Regions from separate parts of the Salmo salar genome. Here region 2 is linked to region 1. Evidence: chromatin contacts called from public Hi-C data. All regions are on one chromosome and are shown on one strand. The core of a region is the stretch at or near the end of the contact, and the rest is flanking DNA. Distances in the headings are between cores, read along the strand shown.

Region 1 (7,100 bases), core at 1,326-3,825:
CTAAATGTCTTTGCTAATAAAGACTACAGACAGTGGTCAACTTGGGGTGGCTTACACAACATGCAACACAAGGGGCTCGATTCAATCTGATCCACTTTAGCCAACGTCCGCATGGTGGTTGTTTTGGTGGTGTCTGATCAAGCACCAAGTGGCTCCAGGCATTATATCTAAAGCGGACACTGCCGTTGGCTGCATGGAGTCGCATTAAGCCTTGTTTACAAGTTCAAACACTGGAATGTGAGATGTAATCTACACCTCGATTATGACAGAAATCCTCATTATTCCGTTGAATGATTTTCTATATCGCCTACACTTTCTCGTTCTGAACTTGTAACGCGAGTGGGGCAGGTGTGGCTTCATGACAATGATCACAAGCGCAGCTGCTCATTGATTTCACGGCTTCTACGCAGTTCCACCTCCGACAACGCCAAAACATCTGCTATGCCTGTGTCTGCTATGGCCAGTTAATGCTTGATCTGATTGAATCTAGGCCTAGGACTCAAGTATATTGTGATCATAGGGTATTGTCTGCAGAGGTTTGTCAATAGGGTCATCATTCAGACCTTGATCAGAGGACTAAACCCAACTGGAGACCAGTAGTCTGATCCAAGGCAACATAAAATGGCCACGCATCTCCATCCAATGGCAGCCTACCAAGTATTGACGTCACTTTCAGACTACAAGAGAACGGAGAGGTCAAGACTTTTACAGGATAAAATCCCAATGGAACTAGCAGGGAGGGTTGCCTGACTCATTCTGCATTCACGACGATTTCTGTTGCCTTCCCAAAACCACGAGATGTTGGCATGAATGGAAACAGACCGGCATCCAGGCTATTTTGATATCACTTTGTACGGAAAAACAATATGGTGATGATGGCGATCTCTCATATCCCGAGAAAAAGTGTCATGACGTGCATGGTCCTTGGTAATGATGGCAATGAGGCGGTTGCCATGGTGCGAGCCAGGCACTTAATAGGGTGATTCATCATTAGCCGTCTCCGGCGAAGGAGAGCTGGCAGCCACGCTCCAATTGCTGCTGACCAGCAAACTCCTGTGAAAACACCTAGCATTCTTTCACACCACAAGTCTGTGTCAAATGGCACCCTATTCCATATACAGTGCACTACTTTTGACCAGAGCCCTGTGGGCCCTGGTCAAAAGTAGTGCAATATGAAGGCAAGGGGTATAGGGTGCCATTTGGGACATAACACACTGTGTTAAGAAACACTGGATGACACCCAGCTTTCTATTATCCAAATGGCAACCATTTAGCCTTTTAGCTCACACTGAAGATTTTCCCATAGCTGCAACACTTGGCATAGTCCCTAGGCTTCCTTGATACAGAGAGAACCTGCCAGACAACAACACTACTGTATTTAACCGAACATCCTTCTGAATGTTTCAGTGCTGTGGGTGACTCATTATTCATGAGGACAACACACCAGCAGCTCGGCAGGGTGCTTTTCTAACAAGGCAAACCAGTTATTCTAAGCATTTTCCCACCTCATGGTCAATTCGTTGCTGTTGTTTGTGTATCACACCATTGCTGAGAATGTGCGGAACTTTTTTCCCCTTCTTGTAGTGGGCGCTCTAATGGCAGGCTACATGTGTGATTAGGATCACGTTCACATTTTGTTTTTTAAACAAATGGGCTATAGAAAAAAACCTGAAGGCTACATCTTATATTGTAAGCTATTCAAAACAAGCATGAATTATTCGGGAAGCAATTATTATGACATGTGTTTGTGTCCCTATTTTGAAAAACGAACAAATATGTACTCAATTTTCTTTTTTTAACCGAAGAATTAGATAATCCCTCGTAATTTATTAAACGATTGTGAAACGTTCAAGACAAAACAGGTGCACTTCAAGCAAACCAGAAGTCTATATTGCACAAAAGGTTCCAGTAAAAAGTGGCGTATGGGCATTTCGTTGAACTGCAGATTCAATATTCCCGATGCGGCATTTCCTTAAAAGGAAACCGTCCACGCATTTTTAATATCTTTCAATTGTATCTTATACGTTTCGATCTTTTCTATGCTGTTATATATATATTAGAGGACGTAATGCATGCTGGAATTACAGCATTATTATGTAAAAAGTGAGACTCGGTGACTCGGGACTACTCACCCCGCTCAACGTGGTCTCTAGCGCGTTGCAGCTGGTGGTCTGTCGCTATCTCTCCTATCACTATAAGCATGTAGTAGTTCCCTTGGCTGAAAGGGGGTCCTTGGCGCCGCTGCTCTCCAAGGTCCTGAATTCGCTTCTCGAACCCTAGCTGCGTGCTGCTCTCGTCCTCCTGCACTGCCGAGAGCTCACCTCGAGTAGGGATCTCCATGGCAACAATCCCGAGAGCAGACGCCTGGGACGGGTCTATCTCCATGACAACTTCCAGGAGCACGGTGTGTGCAGGGGCAAAGGTAGGGGAGGGCTCGCGGGGGTATCATAACGTTCACTTTTGGAGCTGTTTACTTCCATTTGATTGGTCTAAACGCCCATGCAGCAGGGTGATGTCACATAGTGAGTGATTGGGCATGTCCAAGGGGAGTACCTTGATTTTAGAACCCCCACCCCAAAGTATGATTAAGTTTAAATCTCAAAGGTACATCTGCAGCATCTCAAAGTTTATTTTCAGTAGCCTATATAGTCCACTCTGAGAACAAAACACACACACACACACACACACACACACACACACACACACACACACACACACACACACACACACACACACACACACACACACACACACACACACACACATACGCACACACACACACACACACACACACACACACACACACACGAACATATGCACACACACAAACACACACATCAAATAGCATATTAGCAGTTTGTGGAAGTGTGTTTGTGTTAGTCTCTGTCCAAGATGGCAGATTAAAGTGCCTGTACAGTGCCAGTGTAATTCCAAAGCCACAGCAAACTGCTGACTCCTCTGCTGAAATGTGCACATTTTGGCGATGCCAGCTCATGCCAGGCTCAGACCGGCATTAAACGCAGAGAGCTTGCTGCAATGCTGCCTCAGAGAACCACCCATTGTATTTTTTTCTGGATCTGTCAGACAAGGTAGGATTAATTATAAACATTGGCAAAAATGCAGAGAAAGACTCTAAGCCTTTTTTTTTTTTGGTATGTTGTCAACATCAAAGTTAAAAAATTGAGGGATGTTAAAATAAAAAAGCCTTAGTCATCGTGATATGACTCAACAACACGAATGCAATGTGTCAGATTAAAAGTCTATTGATTTGCCCCGTTTTTATTAAGATGGATAAAATGTGGTAAATAAAAATGTGCATATGTAATATGTAAGGAAGTAATTTTTTTAGGCTCTAGATGACTTTGCACCCGTTTCCAATTTCTGATTTGTTCTTCTTTTAATGTACTAACCCAGGCAATCTTGTAGCTAGGCCTAAAATACCAATGTACTAACCCAGGCAATCTTGCAGCTAGGCCTAAAAATATCAGCGGAAAATTAAGTCATCAGTTGCTATTTCACATTCAGGCCATGCAGTGAGTTCAATGTAAAGGCCAGTCTTGAAATAGTCTCTTTATTCTCTGCCTAATTCAGCTTTTCTCCTTGTTAAGCTTGGTTCTGTCCGACATGGCACCCTATTCCCTATATAGTCTACTACTTATGACCAGGGCCCATAAAGCTCTGCTCAAAAGGCATGCACTATGTAAGGAATATAGTGCCATTTGGGAAACAGCCCATTGTCCCTGCTGTTCACACATCTAAATATATACCAGAGGGAGTTGCAGCAGAAACCATCACGATGATAACATGACCCTTTTATGAAGGTTGATGCAATTGGGTTAAAAGACTGGAGTTCCAATATTCCAATGGGCTATTATATTTCAGGTTATTTTGGGTGGTAATTAACTGTGTGCAATGTCCTGTGTGTGTGCGTGTGCACGCGCGTGTGTGTATAACAGAGAGAGACAGGCAGAGACACAGACACAGACAGACAGACAGACAGACAGACAGACAGAGAAGGAAGTTCAGCATTACAGCGTGATTGAAATTTAAAAGCAATGTTCCCGCGTTAGTGGGGTCTGAATTCACGGTAAACACTGCATATCAACTCAATCGGAATGACCTTTAAATTGCTATAGCGCAATCTGTAATGCTTCCCTAAACAGGTTTCAATCCAACCTTTTTATTCCAGCAAAGGACATGTTGGATAAAAAAAGCCAAATTTGTCGGTAAACTTTCCAAATGTAGACCAAAATAAATATGCTAGACAAGCTGGGATATTGTGTAGGTAAAATCAATAATGCGGACAATGGCAGAGGAAACGGTTTTCTCCGCACATATTGATATAATAACCATCGAAGTAAACTTGGGAGTCATGCGATGAATCTCTGTGGTCCTCCCACTATGACTCGGGAAAGCATCCAGTTTATTAGGCACAGATTCAATTAATTATGATGAACTTCACAGGGTAGTGAACGTGAAAGGTGATGAGCTTGATGCTCTTTTCCAATAAATATCGAGGGTCTTATTCTGGTGACATGATCGATGCTTGGCTGCCGTTTGACAAACACAAATAATCTTTCTCTTTTGTCCATAACAATCTCATAATGTATGCTATACTCGCACTGTCTCTGTGAGCTGTTGGATAAGGCGCAATTGCCAATACCAGAGTGGGCACATTCGCTATATAATGCCACATTTTTGTGACGAAACCATCAGTAGAGTTGAAAATGCATGGAAACACGTTTAACTTTGATTTTTTTATTCGGTACATGGGAATTTAACCATAAACGTTATTTGGATGTGTACTGCGTCATCATGCAAAAATAAAATAACAAAAATCTGCAACAAGTAAATTTGATGGAAACATCTCTGGTGGGAAAATGCGCATATTGTTTTTATACATCATTTAGAATATTCGCCAAATTGGATGGAAACCTAGCTACCGAGAGAGAGACGTGAGAGAGAGAGAGACTGAATCAGAGCGAGATTGAATCAGGCATTCACCATTCATAGATCGGTCATTTGAGTACATACTCCAAGCAGTAAATGTATAGATGCAGGTACATGTGTATGATAGAGCACCGTACAGTGAGTCAGCACTTCATTCCAGCATATTCCAGAAACGCCACCATGCTGCCCTCTACTGGAAAACATGTCTCTCCTCGTTAAAAAAAAGTACACTGTCATTCATGTCTCTGCAGTGCTGCAAGTTATGATAGGTCAAATCCCAAGTTTTTTAGAGAGCTATCAGCTAAACTTCTAATATAATAATGATATGCCATTTAGCAGATGCTTTTATCCAAAGCGACTTACAGTCATGTGTGCATACATTTTACGTACGGGTAGTCCCAGGAATCAATCTCACTATCCAGACGTTGCAAGCGCCATCCTATACCAACTGAGGTAGGTGATGCCATTCCAATAATGTCAAGAATAAGTTAGTATATAACTCCTGAAGAGTTGGAGTGTCCTCTGCTTGTCATCCATAACCTTAGGAGTTGGTAAGACAGCACAAACAGATCTGGCTCCAGGCTTTGACTACAACTATTGATTGGTAACACCCCAAACTTCCTGGACAGAAAACCACAACAATATGTTTTGTCTGCAGCCATACAGTTACACAGCCGCCGGCCTCCTTCTTGCCTCCCTCCCTTCATTGACTCGCCAAAGATGTTCAGACTCAGAGACTGTTCCTCGCCTCCTCTGACCTTAATTGCTTTGTTCGACTTATAAATAGCTCCCCTGCCGTGTAACGGACCTGTAAATCGCCAGGAGAATTTCCCTGGGCCTCTGTGTCTGGCAGCCTGTGCTCTGAATGATCAGTGTGCAAGGTCAGGTGGTTGACGGGTTAGCTGGGACACTGTCTGGCCCATTTGGTGATGGTGGAGAATAGGAGGATAACAGGAGGCTGGGTTGTTATTCTTGGCTGCAGCCAGACTCCCCTGGAGAGAGAAAGACGAGCCTCGCCTGCTGTTCGGTCTTTACTGCAAAGTCACTGCAGCCCCAGACAGTGGAGTAATAATAATAATAATTAGGTGGGTGCTTACATTTGTCCTATTTCTCTAATGTACAATTTTTTTTTTGTTGCATATCCCACTCCCCCTGAGAGTGGGGTCAGAGCCAGGGGTCAGAGCCAGGGCTCAGCCATTACTGACAGTGACCTTAGAGCAATTAGGGTTAAGTGTCTTGCTCAAGGGCACAGACATATTTTTCACCTAGTCGGCTCGGGATTGAACCAGCAACGTTTCGGTTACTGGTCCAACACTCCTAACCGCTAGGCTACCTGCCACCCTAGTGGGTCAAGGGCTTAGCTACAGGGAACAACCAATGTACTACATTTGTGAAGAAAATACTTTCCCCCCGCTTCTTAATATAGTTTTTTCTTCAGATTTTTTTTAGACGGGGCAGCAGCACCCTCAGCACCCCTACTTCCTGCAGCTATGATCAATGGGAAGGTGGCAGAAATCAATGAAGGCCACGCTGCATTTCAACATTGTCCCCATTCAAATATTTTAGAGCACGTCGGTTCTGATATCACTAGATTGGTAAAAGCAATGCAACAGAAGCCTTGCTCTTATCTATCCAATCATGTAAGATCAGGGATCACTTCAAAGGAAATTATGGATTTGAAAGAGTTTTAACAGGGCCTAAGAATCCAAAGTAGCCCTTTGAGACATCACTAATGAAATGATCCTGAGTAAACTTATGATCTCAATTTAAACACATAAGAATTGTATCAATTAAAGAAACCATTTTTATTAGATAGTTAACTTAGTGTCTATAAACATTGAAATACAAAAGGCAATATATAATTATCCACTCCCAATACATTGCAGGCAAATGGTCATATTCACACAGATATTAAGAAAACCAAATATATTTCAATATCAAGTAACAATGATTCAGAAAATTAAATATTTATCCATTAGTAAACCATTAGCTTGAATATTACATTCTTCATAATAAGAGTTATTGATTTGCTTAGTTGATCTCGGACAATTGTTACATTTAAACCGACAATGAATACATACTCTTGTGAAGGTGACAAATGAAAATTACAAAATAGATAGTTTACATCAATCCATTCACAAATAATTTAG
Region 2 (7,100 bases), core at 2,271-4,770, 120 kb before region 1:
TCTGACTATAATTCTATCCTCCTGATTCCTGCTTACAAGCAAAAATTAAAGCATGAAGCACCAGTGACTAGATCAATAAAAAAGTGGTCAGATGAAGCACATGCTAAGCTACAGGACTGTTTTGCTAGCACAGACTGGAATGTGTTCTGGGATTCCTCCAATGGCATTGAGGAGTACACCAGATCTGTCATTGGCTTCATCAATAAGTGCATCAATGATGTCATCCCCACAGTGACCGTATGTACATACCCCAACCAGAAACCATGGATTACAGGCAACATCCGCACTGAGCTAAAGGCTAGAGCTTCCGCTATCAAGGAGCGGGACTCTAACCCGGAGGATTATAAGAACTCCCGCTATGCCCTCCGACGAACCATCAAACAGGCAAAGCATCAGTACAGGACTAAGATCGAGTCGTACTACACCATCTCTGACGCTCGTCGAATGTGGCAGGGCCGGCAAACCATTAGAGTACAAAGGGAAGCACAGCCGAGAGCTGCCCAGTGACACGAGCCTACCAGACGAGCTAAACTATTTCTATGCTCACTTTGAGGCAAATAACACTGAATCATGCATGAGAGCACCAGTTGTACCGGAAGACTGTGTGATCACGCTCTCCGCAGCCGATGTGAGTAAGACCTTTAGACAGGTCAACATTCACAAGGCTGCAGGGCCAGACGGATTACCAGGACGTGTACTGCGTGCATGCGCTGACCAACTAGCAAGTGTCTTCACTGACATTTTCAACCTCTCCCTGTCCGAGTCTGTAATGCCAACATGTTTTAAGCAGACCACCATAGTGCCTGTACCCAAGAACACTAAAGTAACCTGCCTAAATGACTACCGACCCGTAGTACTCACGTCTGTATCCATGAAGTGCTTCGAAAGGCTGGTCATGGCTCACATCAACACCATCATCCCAGAAACCCTGTTGTCATCTATGCATAGTCACTTTAATTAACTCTACCTACATGTACAGTTGAAGTCGGAAGTTTACATACACTTAGGTTGGAGTCATTAAAACTCGTTTTTCAACCACTCCACAAATTTCTTGTTAACAAACTATTGTTTTGGCAAGTCGGTTAGGACATCTACTTTGTGCATGACACAAGTAATTTTTCCAACAATTGTTTACAGACGGATTATTTCACTTATAATTCACTGTATCACAGTTCCAGTGGGTCAGAAGTTTACATATATTAAGTTGACTGTGCCTTTAAACAGCTTGGAAAATTCCCGAACATTATGTCATGGCTTTAGAAGCTTCTGATATGCTAATTGACATAATTTGAGTCAATTGTACCTGTGGATGTATTTCAAGGCCTACCTTCAAACTCAGTGCCTCTTTGCTTGACATCATGGGAAAATCAAAAGAAATTGGCCGAAAACTGTAGACCTCCACAAGTCTGGTTCATCCTTGGGAGCAATTTCCAAACGCCTGAAGGTACCACGTTCATCTGTACAAACAATAGTACGCAAGTATAAACACCATGGGACCACGCAGCCGTAATACCGCTCAGGAAGGAGATGCATTCTGTCTCCTAGAGATGAATGTACTTTGGTGCGAAAAGTGAAAATCAATCCCATAACAACAGCAAAGGACCTTGTAAAGACACTGGAGGAAACAGGTACAAAATATCTATATCCACAGTAAAACGTGTCCTATAGCGTCATAACCTGAAAGGCCGCTCCGCAAGGAAGAAGCCACTGCTCCAAGACCGCCATAAAAAAGCCAGACTACGGTTTGCAACTGCACATGGGGACAAAGATTGTACTTTTTGGAGAATTGTCCTCTGGTCTGATGAAACAAAAATATAACTGCTTGGCCATAATGACCATTGTTATGTTTGGAGGGAAAAAGGGGGAGGCTTGCAAGCCGAAGAACACCATCCCAACCGTAAAGGATGTGGGTGGCAGCATCATGTTGTGGGGGCTCTTTGCTGCAGGAGGGACTGGTGCACTTCACAAAATAGATGGCATCATGAGGAGGAAAATTATATAGATATATTGAAGCAACATCTCAAGGAAGTTAAAAATTGGTTGCAAATGGGTCTTAAAAATGGACAATGACCCCAAGCATACTTCCAAAGTTGTGTCAAAATGGCTTAAGGACAACAAAGTCAAGGTATTGGAGTGGCCATCACAAAGCCCTGACCTCAATCCTACAGAAAATGTGTGGGTAGAACTGAAAAATCATGTATGAGCAAGGAGGCCTACAAACCTGACTCAGTTACACCAGCTCTGTCAGGAGGAATGGGCCAAAATTCACCCAACTTATTGTGGGAAGCTTTTGGAAGGCTACCCAAAACTTTGACCCAAGTTAAACAATTTAAAGGCAATGCTACCAAATACTAATTGAGTATGTAAACTTCTGACCCACTGGGAATATGATAAAATAAATAAAAAGCTGAAATAAATCATTCTCTCTACTATTATTCTGACCTAAGACAGGGAATTGTTACCAGGATAAAATGTCAGGAATTGTGAAAAACTGAGTTTAAATGTATTTGGCTAAGGTGTATGTAAACATCCGACTTCAACTGTACACCCTACCTTAACTAACCGGTGCCCCGCACAGTGACTCTGTATTGGCGCATCCCCCTGTATATATTGTTATTTTTTACTGCTCCTCTTTAATTACTTGTTACTTTTATCTCTTATTCGTATTTTTTTAAACTGCACTGTCGGTTAGGGGCTGTTAAGTAAGCATTTCACTGTAAGGTCTACACCTGTTGTATTCGGCGCATGTGAAGAATAACATTTGATTTGATGTCTCCATTAGTGACTGCTTGGTTATTTCGCTACCTGTCTGAGTGTCAGCTGTTTGTCTGTCTTGGTCTGTCACACTGTGACAGTCTCCCTGTCCCCACCCAGGTCCTCTCCGAGACCTCCCCCGGCTCCTCCTCCAAGGGCGCCTCCTACCGCCTCTTCCCCTCCTGCTCGCGCCAGTCCCCTGAGATCAAACCGACTGGCCTAGGTGGGTATCTGGTTTCTGCCAACCACTGCTGCCACTGTCATATTTCTGCAACGCTGTCATCAGCACTCACTAATCTCTTTGGGTCATGTGAATGACCTCTCTCTGGGTCTCGCTCGCTCTCTCGTTCTCTGTCTCTTGTTCTGTTGCTCTCTCTTGCTCTCTCTCCGGCCCTCTCGTTCTCTCTCCCCCCTTTCTCTCTCTCTGTACCTTTCTCTTTCCCTTTCTCTCTCTCGTTCTGTCTGTTTTGCCTCCCTGTTTGTCTCTCTCTCCCTCTCGCTCTCCCTCGCTCCTTTTCTTCCTCTCTCTTTCTGATGGCTGCATAGCTGCCGTGACTCCATGGTGGTAGGTAGGTCCAGCAGCCAAAGCTCCCAAGCTTAGACTATGTAGGCCAGAGGTCAATGGAGAGTTAGTGGAGAGAATGCATCTTAGACTGTGTCCCAAATGCCCCCCCTATTCCCTTTATAGTGAGTGCACTACCGTGGGCCTGGTCAAAAGTACTGGACTATGTAGGGAATAGGGGGCCATTTGGGACGTAGCCTTAGAGCCCCACCACCAAGGACCTCTCCTGCCAATAGGGCTCTATATATGGGGGTCTGGGCTCCGCAGAGCCCCCCTGTATGCTATTCCAGTCTGTCTCTATTTACATGAATCTGTCAAGAGAAGCAAGGAATCTTCCACAAGTTGATTCAATATAACCGCAGATAAAATTAGTCCCCCGTGCGTGGATTTGGAGGTGCTTGTTACCCCCGGCCACTTTCTAACATAGTGATATTCACACCTTACTAAGCCTTTATAAAACAAATAAAAGTGTGCAATGGATGCATCAAAAAAACAATGGCTGGAAAAAACATGTTTTCTCATTGATGTGAACTTGGGCTGAGAGGTTGGTTTGACTCGTGCATGTGTTTTCCGCTGCTTTTCCATACTCGTACTGTATGCACCAAGCTTGTTCAATTATGTCAACCTGTTTTGAAATTACCATTCAAATGTTGTCGCTGTCCCTGCATCCCACCAAACCACCGATTCCAGCACAGCTCACTTTAGACCAGAATAAAGGAAAGATAAAGCCGCATTCTTATTCTGCTGTGACTATTTCTATGCCAACTGCTTTAGGAATTGAACAGATGGTTATAGAAAACCTATGTTATTTGTAACAATAGCAATGTTTCTGTCCCCACAGTCCTTGACTACTTTGTTATATTAGGTTCTCATGAGTCTCGTATTGTATTGCATTGTATTCACACTAAAAAGCCCTCTTATTTCTTAAATCCATGTCATCCTTTGTCTGTGGTCCTAACAGTTGTTGATATAAGTGTAAAGCCCTTAGGCAGTTTCCTATCCCGGGAGACCTTAAGGAGAGGCCTTATCTATTTTTCTTTTAGGAGGGGTTAGGGGCCCGGTGTTAGGAGTGGTCTCCGTTTGTGTGCTCCACTCTATTCATGAACACACACAGGCGCACACACACACACCCCTTAGCAACACTGAACTGCTCTTATTAAGAACAGCATGGTGTGCAATGAGTACTAACCCCCCCCCCATCCCTCATTCCCCTCCTCTCTCCCACCTCGCGGTTCTTCCACAACAGGGTCCCTGTGCTCGGGCCTCTTCAGTGCCTCTGTCCTGGGGGTGTCCTCTAGCGCCCCCAACCTGCGGGACTACGTCCGCACCCACCACCGCAAACCCCCCTTGTCCCCAGGTTTGCCTTTTGGAGATGGTACGTCCCTTCCTCTATCCATCTCTGTCTCTATCGACTGCTATCTAACTCCTGTCTTTTCACATGGCCGCTGAAAATGCCGTACATGGTGCCCGTAAAAAAAAAAAAAAAAAGTCAAATGTCTGCCATTTTAGTTCCTGCTCAAACACTCTTGTCTCTCCTTCCCAACCTTAGTGGACAATAAGTTATTTGATCACCCAAATTATCCAAGAGCCCTCCTCTCCCCCTCTATCCTTCTGCCTCTAGAACAATCCTCTGCTTGAGTGATTTCCCCCCCCCTCCCAACAGCATGAGTAGTGACCACAATTGTGATTATATGCTAAGAATGTAGGTTTTATACATTGCATGGATTGGTATTGGATTGCGCACAATGAAATGTGTTACCCATGACCAGTAATCCTGCTTCTCCTAATCAAAGCAACATGGCCTTTGATTATATGACATAACCGGTGTGTGATTAGGTTGCTAAGTAAATCTCGTCTATACAATTGTATATATTCTGTATCAGTGTGCATGTCATAACTAGGGGGTGAAAGGATTTGTTAATCAACAGGGAATTTTCAAATCTGTCTTGAGATCCATTAATCCAGCTTTGCATAATTCCCACTTGCATACCACAATTTCCTGACTCACTATAGAGGGAAATGGTGAGTTGACTATTATTATAGCCACCAGGGGGGCCTCATATAAATTGAACTCTGATTCTCGCAAATGTTTTCATCAGGGCATATGGCTTGGAGTGTTGGCGCACAAAGACTGGCTTAATTCAAAAGCTGACACCTACCTCTTGTCATCGAGTCAGATCAGCCAGCACCCTGATAGGAACTGCACAGTATGTAATATGAAGAACAAATGACCTGCCACCTGCATGTGAAGAGGAACGATTGTTCCACTGCGGATTGAATTGAAGTGCCCGTTTTGTCCAATGGGTGTCACTGTGCACTTTGTTTTCACCGTATACTTGATATTAGGTACACTTTAAGAAATGGTCGCTTTAATATTATGCTTGAAGATGTTACATATTTTGCTTGTATGAGACTAGAGATGTGTGGGGTTTAGAATAACACCAAGGCTTTTCTATGGTGATGGGGGTTTTGTCTCTGTGTTTGTGTGTTTTTGCAGTCTCACTCACTCACTCTCACTCACTCACTCACTCACTCACTCACTCACTCACTCACTCACTCACTCACTCACTCACTCACTCACTCACATATATAATGCTGGCCAAAGGCACTGGTACGTTGCAAGGACAAATGAGCAAGGATTGTGTCTACAGTCACAGCTCTCAAATCCAGATGGTTACACTATTTTAATATAGGTTGTTGTTAAATCTCATGCCCACTTCACCAGTGCCAAATGTCAGTCCTCTGTCTCCATTCAAAACAACCACAATTGAGTTATCATTCACTTTTTCATCCCATCCACATTCTCCATTGTTCCTTCATTACCCCTTCTTCCATGCTGCCTTCCCATGCTGCATATCACTCACCACACACAGGCACATCAATACCGTACATAGTTGCAGCATTATAGAGGGGACCTACTTGGGCTCCCGATTTGGCACAGCGTTCTAAGGCACTGCATCTCGGTGCTAGAGGCATCACTACAGACCCTGGTTTGATTCCAGGTTGTATCACAACCGGCCGTGATTGGGAGTCCCATAGGGCGGCGCACAATTGGCCCAGCGTCGTTAGGGTTTGGCCGTTGTAGGCCGTCATTGTAAATAAGAATTTGTTCTTAACTGACTTGCCTAGTTAAACAAATTTTTTTTTTAAATGTATTTGTTTAAAGACACATGGGGTCAGGAAAACACACACGTAGGTACATATGCACTCACACTAGATACAGGCATGTGTACAGGTAGCATGTATCCCCAGTAACGCCAGTTACCCTTCTTATTTCCTCAGAGCTGTTCTCTATGCCGGCAGTAAAGAGATTTTCTGTGTCGTTTGCCAGGCATCCGACTAACGGTATGTCTGCCTTTTTTTCAAGTATACCTCGCCACTCCTTAGTTTCCCTTTTATCTTGCATGTCTTTTGGGGAAACTATTTGGGTTTGAAATTGGCTGCGTAATGACATCATAATATCAAGATCTCCATTTCTCTGAGTTTCTACTTCACAAGACGTCCTGTCTCCATCTGTTTGGTTTCGACGTTCATTCTTAACAACGGCTGTGATTACCGGCCTCTACACTGCATTTATCTGTTAATATATGTCTCTCTGACCCACCATTTTCCTACAGGATGGATATACACTGAGTGTACAAAACATTAGGAACTTCTTCCTAATATTGAGTTGCACCCCCTTTTTCCCTCGAACAGCCTCAGTTTGTCGGGGCATGGACTCTACAAGGTGTCGAAAGCGTTCCACAGGGATGCTGGCCTGTGTTGACTCCAATGCTTCCCCCAG

What was found. Hi-C and Micro-C count contacts between places; a contact is called where the count stands out from the background.
Region 2: a contact with region 1 is called in a Hi-C map of muscle, with 4 times the contacts expected there. The contact joins the enhancer-like site here to the promoter of LOC106560744 in region 1. A contact is called at or near these places in 2 of 3 Hi-C or Micro-C datasets (gill and muscle).

The regions. Positions count from the first base shown.
Region 1 is chrssa10:73,176,919-73,184,018 of Ssal_v3.1, reverse strand. It overlaps LOC106560744 (microtubule-associated protein 1A), which reads right to left and starts at 2,575. Exons shown (of 6, transcript XM_045688078.1): 1 at 2,133-2,575. The coding sequence starts at 2,385. It overlaps scamp2 (secretory carrier membrane protein 2), which reads right to left. Exons shown (of 9, transcript XM_014123944.2): 9 at 6,737-7,100.
Region 2 is chrssa10:73,302,246-73,309,345 of Ssal_v3.1, reverse strand. LOC106561102 (inositol hexakisphosphate and diphosphoinositol-pentakisphosphate kinase 1) reads left to right here. Exons shown (of 31, transcript XM_014124745.2): 26 at 2,875-2,977; 27 at 4,563-4,691; 28 at 6,599-6,661. Among protein-coding and RNA genes, the nearest start is that of LOC106561101, 45 kb to the left of the region's middle. Within about 2 kb of position 3,520, at least 1 of the 13 cell types and tissues checked has an H3K27ac peak or open chromatin away from gene starts, as enhancers often do. A contact at or near this core is called in muscle, where this site is marked.